Linked DNA regions of Ovis aries: region 2 is linked to region 1. A link is a contact called in public Hi-C data. All regions are on one chromosome and are shown on one strand. The core of a region is the stretch at or near the end of the contact, and the rest is flanking DNA. Distances in the headings are between cores, read along the strand shown.

Region 1 (4,023 bases), core at 756-3,255:
TGGTGCGAGGTTCTCAAGGAAATAAGACTATAGGTTTTCTAATGAGCCCCCAGGGGTTCCTACAAGGAAAAGGGGACTGACTGGGTCCTAGGCTCCCTGCCAAGCCCTCAACAAATATCATCTCCTTGAATACTTAGAACAAACCTGTTATGCCGTCACTGTTTTATGGAGGAAGAAAGCAAGCTTGGAGAGGGGAGAGGGCACATGTGACCAGCGGTGGCAAGGTAGGGACTGGAAGCCAGGCAGTCTGACATGGAAACTACTCACTTATCTTCCCTACTCTTAGGAAGGCACAGCAAGGCACTGTGATGTCGCCATTTACATAAAAGTAATTTCTACCTTTTAGTTGTGAAGTCTGTTTCCTGAGATTTTGCCCAGGACAGCAGGGGAGGGGCTCAGAGGCAGTCATCTCCAGGCTCCCTTGCTTCCATCCTGCTGCTGCTGCTGCTGCTAAGTCACCTCAGTCGTGTCTGACACTGTGCGACCCCAGAGATGGCAGCCCACTAGGCTCCCCCGTCCCTGGGATTCTCCAGGCAAGAACACTGGAGTGGGTTGCCATTTCCTTCTCCAATGCATGAAAGTGAAAAGTAAAAGTGAAGTTGCTCAGTCGTGCCCGACTCTTAGCGACCCCATGGACTGCAGCCTACCAGGCTCCTCTGTCCATGGGATTTTCCAGGCAAGAGGACTGGAGTGGGGTGCCACTGCCTTCTCCGGCTTCATCCTGCCCTTTCCTTAAATAAGCTTTGTGGGTAATTATGTAGTTCGTGGACTCCCAGACTAGACTCAGAGTTCCCAGAAGGCAGTGATGTGTAGGTGAAAATAAGGCGCAGGTGGGAGTCAGGCAGCTGGCACACCCTCAGCAACCCTGTAACTTTGGGTACATTTTTGAACCTGATTTTCCACTTGGGAAGAATGGAGATGAGGAAGTTTATGAGGAGGGATTTTTCTAAGGGGTGGGCGACATATGGCGTGTGTCTGGGACCCAGAGTCTGTTCAGCAAATGCCAGATCTCTCTGGTTGACTCTTTGGGAGAAGAGCTTGCATCTTGCTTACCCTGTTGCTCTTGGTACATGCAGTGAGCGCTCTGGAAAATATTGTACATTGGCTCAGGGAATGAAGTGCCAGCAAAAGAAAACTGTCACCCTTGTCAGTTTTTAGGGATTTAAGCAGAGGACTCCACCCCCTTTCCCAGGTTCTGGCAGGCATGGTCGAGGGAGAGTGGGTCCAGGCGCGGTCCCACGCGGATGCTGGAGCCCACAGCGGCGAGGTTGGGGTCTGAGAGGGCGCAGTCGGGGCGCTGGAAGCCAAAACGGCCGGCAGAGGGCGCCCCGGGCCCGCTGAAAGCGTGGCGCTGGGCTCGCGGCGCTCGCCGGGCGCCGGGCACAGGCTGCAGTCCGGCGCTGACCACAGCCGTGGACGCGCGCGCTACCCAAGCCGGGCGCCAGGTGAGCGCCCTCGGGGCGCAGCCGAGCGCACCCGCCCAGGCGCGCTGCTGCGCGGAGCCCGCCCGGCGAGCGGTGAGTACAGGCGCTCGCGGGGCACGTTTCATCCCAGTTGAGGGGCCCTTGGAGGCAGCGCCTGCTGGGGCTGTTCTGGAGGTTGATGTGCGTGGAAGAGTGAGCCTGGCCTCAGCTTGCGTTTGGTCTTGAGAAGGGCGTGGGGTTGACCCCGAGCAGGCGCTGGATGGCGCGCGGAGCTTTGCTTCCTGGAGACTCGGGCTTGCTTGAGGTTTTCACCTTGGGGTCTTTTCTCGCGGGCCCCTGTCCGGGTGCCGTCCCGGGTTCCGGGGACCCGGGGTTTGGCGGGGTAACCCGGGACGGGCAAGCACTCAGGGGGGCTCCCCCCCACCCCTTTCGCCCGCGGCACCAGCCGGGCGACCCACGTGCGGCTGTCGCCTGCAACTCTTGCCTATCAAGCGAGGCCCGCCTCCGGGGCAGGGGAGGGGACGCGGGGGCGAGGTGGGCTGAGCCCCGAGGGAACCCGGACGGCCCGGGCGCCCTCCGGTACAAGCTCGGCTCTCTCTGCGTCGTGTGCCCACGGGCTCCCGGGAGGAAGCGGGCAGTTCTGCGGGAAGGCGCAGGGCTCATCCCCGAGGGGCCCGAGGCCGCTGGAGGGGTGCCCGAGCGCTCGGCTCCGGGAGGAAGGTAGCTGCCCAGGGGAGTAGTACTGGGGGTGGCCTCTCTCCGAGAGCCTGGAAGCCCTTTTCCGGGGTCTCGTCCGCTTTGAACCGCCTCCAGCCACTCGAGGCAGTGCAGGGCAACGCCAGCTTTCTGTGGACCTGGCCCGGGATCCTTTGCCCAAACCTGCTCCTGCGATTTTTGCGCGTCGGTCGCGGAACCCAAGCTGCGCGCGCAGGGCAGGACTCAGACGCGCCTCCTGGGTGCCCGGACGCTGCGTCGCCTCCGAAGACTGCTCTCCGAGCTCAGGAGCTCCCGGGGGGCTTAGAGAGAGAAAATCCCAAGGCAAGGTAGGTGGCTCAGAGGGAGCTGGATTGGGCTTGACAGTGAAGATGCGATCTGCTCCTGTCGGCAAACGACCTTTGCTTTCTCTTTGCTTTCTAGGGCTTTAGGGGAGCTGCTGCGGAGCCCGGGGCTTGGAGGAGCGGGGCATGTATTTTAAGCTGCGCCTCAGAGGGGAGACTTTGCTGGCACCACCAGAGAGGCCACAGACCCGGAATGTGACGACAATTGACTAGCTCGGTAGAGGCCTGAGAGTCTCTGGCTTGACAGCTTAGAATATGCTAAAAAAACAGGGCTTTCCAGGAGGCACTGAAGGGTCAACTTGTCCCGGCGACAGTGACCTGGAGCAAGGAAGACAGAAGACAGTTGTAGAGAGCAAGAGAGACCTTCCAAGGGGCTGACTCGGACTGCCAAGGGCAGGCTCCTGCCATTCGGCTGTTGCAGCCGTCTGGTGGAATGCTGGTGAGGTCCTCCACCCCGGAGAGCAAGTGGGGCTGGGCAAGGGACTGTGTGGCCCCTGAGGACTCCTGCAGGTCTGACCGATCCCCAATCGCTGCTTAGGAACTTGGGGGTGTCCGAGCCCCTCTCTGTGCTCGTCTTCAGGAAGATGAGGACTCTCAACACGTCTGCCATGGAAGGCACCGGGCTGGTGGCGGAGAGAGACTTCTCCTTCCGCATTCTCACAGCCTGTTTCCTGTCTCTGCTCATCCTGTCCACCCTCCTGGGGAACACGCTGGTCTGTGCCGCCGTGATCAGGTTCCGCCACCTGCGATCCAAGGTGACTAACTTCTTCGTCATCTCCTTGGCTGTATCGGATCTCTTGGTGGCCGTCTTGGTCATGCCCTGGAAAGCGGTGGCCGAGATCGCTGGCTTCTGGCCCTTCGGGTCCTTCTGTAACATCTGGGTGGCCTTTGACATCATGTGCTCCACCGCATCCATCCTCAATCTCTGTGTGATCAGTGTGGACAGGTATTGGGCCATCTCTAGCCCCTTCCGGTATGAGAGGAAGATGACCCCCAAGGCAGCCTTCATTCTGATCAGTGTGGCATGGACTTTGTCGGTTCTTATCTCCTTCATCCCCGTGCAGCTCAGCTGGCACAAGGCAAAACCCACAGGTCCCTCCGAGGGGAATGCCACTTCCCTGGGCAAGGCCATCAACAACTGTGACTCCAGCCTGAGCAGGACATATGCCATTTCATCCTCTCTAATAAGCTTTTACATCCCTGTGGCCATCATGATTGTCACCTACACCAGGATCTACAGGATCGCCCAGAAACAAATACGGCGCATCGCAGCCTTGGAGAGGGCAGCGGTCCACGCCAAGAGCTGCCAGGCCGCTACAGGTAACGGAAACCCCATGGAGTGTTCTCAACCAGAGAGCTCCTTTAAGATGTCCTTCAAAAGAGAGACTAAAGTTCTGAAGACTCTGTCGGTGATCATGGGGGTGTTTGTGTGTTGCTGGCTCCCTTTCTTCGTCTTGAACTGCATGGTGCCCTTCTGTGGGTCTGGAGAGACGAAGCCCTTCTGCATCGATTCCATCACCTTTGACGTGTTTGTGTGGTTT
Region 2 (4,023 bases), core at 571-3,070, 560 kb after region 1:
TCAGTTCTTCGCAGCAGGTGGCCAAAGTATTGGAGTTCTTACTATGAATATTTTTAACAGAGAGAAAATTTAGGGGACATGTAGTGTAACCCAGGTGGCTCAGTGGTCAAGGATCAGCCTGCCAATATGGGACACAGGAGACGTGGGTTCAATCCCTGGATCGGGAGGATCCCCTGCAGGAGGGCATGGCAACCCGCTCCAGTATTCTTGCCTGGAGAACCCCATGGACAGAGGAGCCTGGCAGGCCACGGTCCATAGGATTGCGAAGAGTTGGACACAGCTGAGCCACTGAACACACGCGCACACACACACACATATTATAAGGTATATGCTGGCCTTAAGCATCTCACCATTTAGTCATTTGCTTCAGATCTTTTTACTATTTATGTAAAGAAAGAAAAACTTGTGGATACAATTAAATCATCTTGTATATCCCTTCTTGATCTCATGTCTTCTGTCCTTCCCCAGGGAGAACCACCATCCAGAAACTGCTGGGAATCATTCCAGGAACGATGCTGTACTTTTACTATATACAGCATGTAGCTATAAACAATACACTATATTTCTGTCATGTTTTTAAACTTCAAATAAATAATATCATGCTAATATCATCTCATACCACTTGCTTTTTATGTTTTAGGTAGCCCTGCTTGAATCATTTTTGAAGTGCTATATAGAGTTCATTACTTTTGATTCATAGCACTACGGTAACACCCTTGGGGAAAAAAGAGGATTACACATTTTCTCTTTCCAAGGTTTCTCACTCCCTACAGGACAAAGTCCAAGTTCAGTCAGGTACTCAAGAATCTCCATGATCCAGCTTGTTTCCTCTCCCGACCAACCAGCTGCAAGCTATTTCCCAAGCATATCACAAACTGAGAATCTTTACACCCCAGTTTACTCCTATTGATCCCTCAAAACCCGCTTTGCCGGGGAGCCATTCCCTTTAGACTAAGTGAGGCAGCATTCCATTGGCTTCTCATAGGACTTTCCACGAATCTTGATTAGATTCTTAAGTCATAGCACTGTCATCTCTCTGTTCATTCCTCCCACACACACACAGCTCAGAGTTTCTTAACTACAGTTTATTAAACTATGTATCAGCTACGTATCACTGACATTGAACATAGCCCTGGATACATTAGAGCAGGTGCCCAAAAAAAACAATGGTTGAACTGAAGAAAATTACTGTGCATACCATTTGGAGAGATAGAGTGGATTCTACCAGCGTCAAGGGAAAATGAGTCCTCTTTAACGTGCTCACAGTGAGCATTTCCTGACTTTCTTCTTCCTCAGTGGCACAAATTACCCCTTGGTCTGAGTCTCTTTCTTGCCCTACTTCCAAACAGCTCCAAGGAGGTCCCTTTATCTTGTGAACCAGATACTGTATGTGACCAAGAGCCTGATCTCAGCTCATTGTTAAAGGCAAGTCCCACCCACACTGGGGGAAGAAGAATTTTCTAAAAGGGTAAGTTCCTTGGAGCATAGATACTCAAACTTGGTTCTACATTGGAGGGTACCTGGAGAACTTTAAAAGACTCTGATGCCTGGTTCTCACTCCCAGAGATCTGATGTTGCTGGATGGGCCCCTTGGGCCCTGGGGTCTTTTCCAGACTCCCCAGGTGCTTCTTACAAGCAGTGGAGTTTACAGAGCTTTCCAGCCCCTATGCCAGAGTGAAACTGAGCAGGTTGCAGACATGCCAAGATATTCATCCTTCCATCCCCAGTGAGGCTGGGTGTAGCTGGAGGAGCTGGAGGACCGCCCCCTTCCTTCCCCTGCTCCAGTTGCCAACCGCAGGAAGTCTGTTCTGATTAACTCACTGCAGTGAACAAATACCACGATTGCTTCATTGCTGCATTTGGAAAGAATCAGGATGCCTAGCTCTACAGAACAGGACAAGCCAAAGCAGCCTAGAGTTTCGTAAGCAGCATGAGGCTCGGTTTCAGTTGCAGCCTCTTCCTGGCCACGTTCCCTTGTCTGCGGAACATACGCATTCCCCTAGAGACTGGGCTCTGGTTTCTCATCATGTCACTGAATCAGTCTCACGACAACCTAAGAGGTCAACCTGGTGACTCCATCTTACACATGAGAAGGCTAGGGCTATGCAGAAGGGCTCAGCAAAGATCTGATACATGGCAGGGACCAAGGTCCTCATTAAATCTAGAATTGTCTTCTCTGTGCTTCCAGGAGGAAAGCAAAGGTAAAAAGAGCTGAGGTGACTGAGGGCCAGGGATGCAGAAAGGCCTGGGTGACACTCGTGAAGTGAGAGATTTCAGGGCTGGAGATCCTTTGAAGCACAAGTGTTCACATCACCAGTTCAAATCATGGGTGTGACTCCCAGAAGCTCCCAGCAAAAGTGATGGTACCTTTGTGTGCCTGTTGCCTCACCTGTAAAGAGGGGAGGGTCACATGAGATAAAAAGGTAGAAGGCAGACAGCACAGGGTATCAGGCTGAGATTTTACTTCCAGACTTGCCTCTTCCCAGCTATGGGATCTTTGATGAGAAAATGTAATCTGTCTGAACTTCAGTTTCCTCATTTGGAAAATGGGTATAACAACACCCACTTTTCAGGGACACAGGAGGTTGGAAGTATCCCTCCTGTAAAGTGTTGACTGTGATTTCTAGGATACAGTGGTCACTCTTATGATGAGTACTCAGTGGAAGGACTGAGGCTGAAGCTGAAGCTCCAGTTCTTTGGACCTGATGCAAAGAGCCAACTCACGGAAAAAGACCCTGATGCTGGGAAAGATTGAAGGTGGGAGGAGAAGGGGATGACAGAGGATGAGATGGTTGGATGGCATCACTGACTCAAGGGGCATGAGTTTGAGCAAGCTCCAGGAGATGGTGAAGGACACGGAAGCCTGGTGTGCTGCAGTCCACGGGGTCACAAACAGTGGGACCCAACTTGGCAACTGAACAACAATTATGATGATCATGGACCCAAGTGGAGCAAATCAGTTCCTCCTATTTGCCAAGATTGCCCCTCCTTAGTAGCTCTCCAAGTCCTACACAGGAGACCCATGAGCCAAGGTAGGCCCCTGTAGGTGTCACTGTGGGGAAAATCCTGGGTTTTAGGAAGGCCAAAGCCTTGAGCAAGTCCCTCCCAGTGCTGAGCCTCAGTCTTCCCATCTGTAAAATGACCAGAATGGACCCATGGGTCAGGGCTCTTCTGGTTGAATGATTCAGTAGTCAGAGGCACCACCATGGTCTGGGTTGGACAAACTGGATCCCCAGACCCAGGATGGGTTCCATGGTCATCATCATAACACCCGCTGAATGAAAAGCTCCACAGAAATAGCTTCTGCAGCTTGAACTTGCTTCTTCAAGGTGGGTGCTACTATCCCCACATGGCACTTCATAGAGATGAAATTTTCTTGCCAAAGAGCACATGCCTAGGCAGGGCAACTCTGGAAATGAAACCCGAGTCTGTTGAAGGCGATGCTTGATCTCACCAAAGTATCCTGGCCGTGTTCAGCCTTGCATCCACTCTTTGACAACAGAGAGGCATCGTGTAACTTTTCCTCCTCACCTACTGCTCTCTTCATGATCCTTCCTATCTAGCTGCCCAGAAGACTTTCTGGAAGAAGGCAGATGATGAATCTGTCTATTCATCTTTCTTCTCACCCTTTTTCGCTCCATCATTCTCAGTTTTGTAGACCTGAAATTCCCCATCAAATCGACAGATATACACACCCTAACTGTAGCCCCTGCCTCATTCCTCCCCTTAATCCAAACTGAGTTACTGGAGCATAATGAGAAAAGAACAAGGGCAGGCCAAGCTGGAATTACTTTGGAAATACGGTTTTGATTTTTGAATTTGAAAAGTTCCAATAAGCCTGAATGTCCACCCTCCTCTCCCACTGCCCTCCGCTCCCCTCCACTAGCAGTTCTGCCTTGAACTTACTACGTTTGTTTCATACCCAGGACCTCTCTACGTTGTCTTCTCCAAGTTTAGAAGTCTCCCACCCACCCCACCTCTCTCGGTTACTGCATTCATCAGAACAGTCAGGTCCCTTAGGTA

What was found. Hi-C and Micro-C count contacts between places; a contact is called where the count stands out from the background.
Region 2: a Hi-C map of liver shows a contact between it and region 1, with 11 times the contacts expected there. The contact joins the enhancer-like site here to the promoter of DRD1 in region 1. A contact is called at or near these places in 12 of 16 Hi-C or Micro-C datasets (blood, hypothalamus, liver and 7 more).

Annotation. Positions count from the first base shown.
Region 1 is chr7:5,706,634-5,710,656 of ARS-UI_Ramb_v3.0, forward strand. DRD1 (dopamine receptor D1) reads left to right here and starts at 2,006. Exons shown (of 2, transcript XM_004010191.5): 1 at 2,006-2,467; 2 at 2,562-4,023. The coding sequence starts at 3,067.
Region 2 is chr7:6,263,966-6,267,988 of ARS-UI_Ramb_v3.0, forward strand. No RefSeq gene overlaps it. Among named protein-coding and RNA genes, the nearest start is that of TRNAC-ACA, 71 kb to the right of the region's middle. Within about 2 kb of position 1,821, at least 4 of the 54 cell types and tissues checked have an H3K27ac peak or open chromatin away from gene starts, as enhancers often do. A contact at or near this core is called in liver and tail adipose tissue, where this site is marked.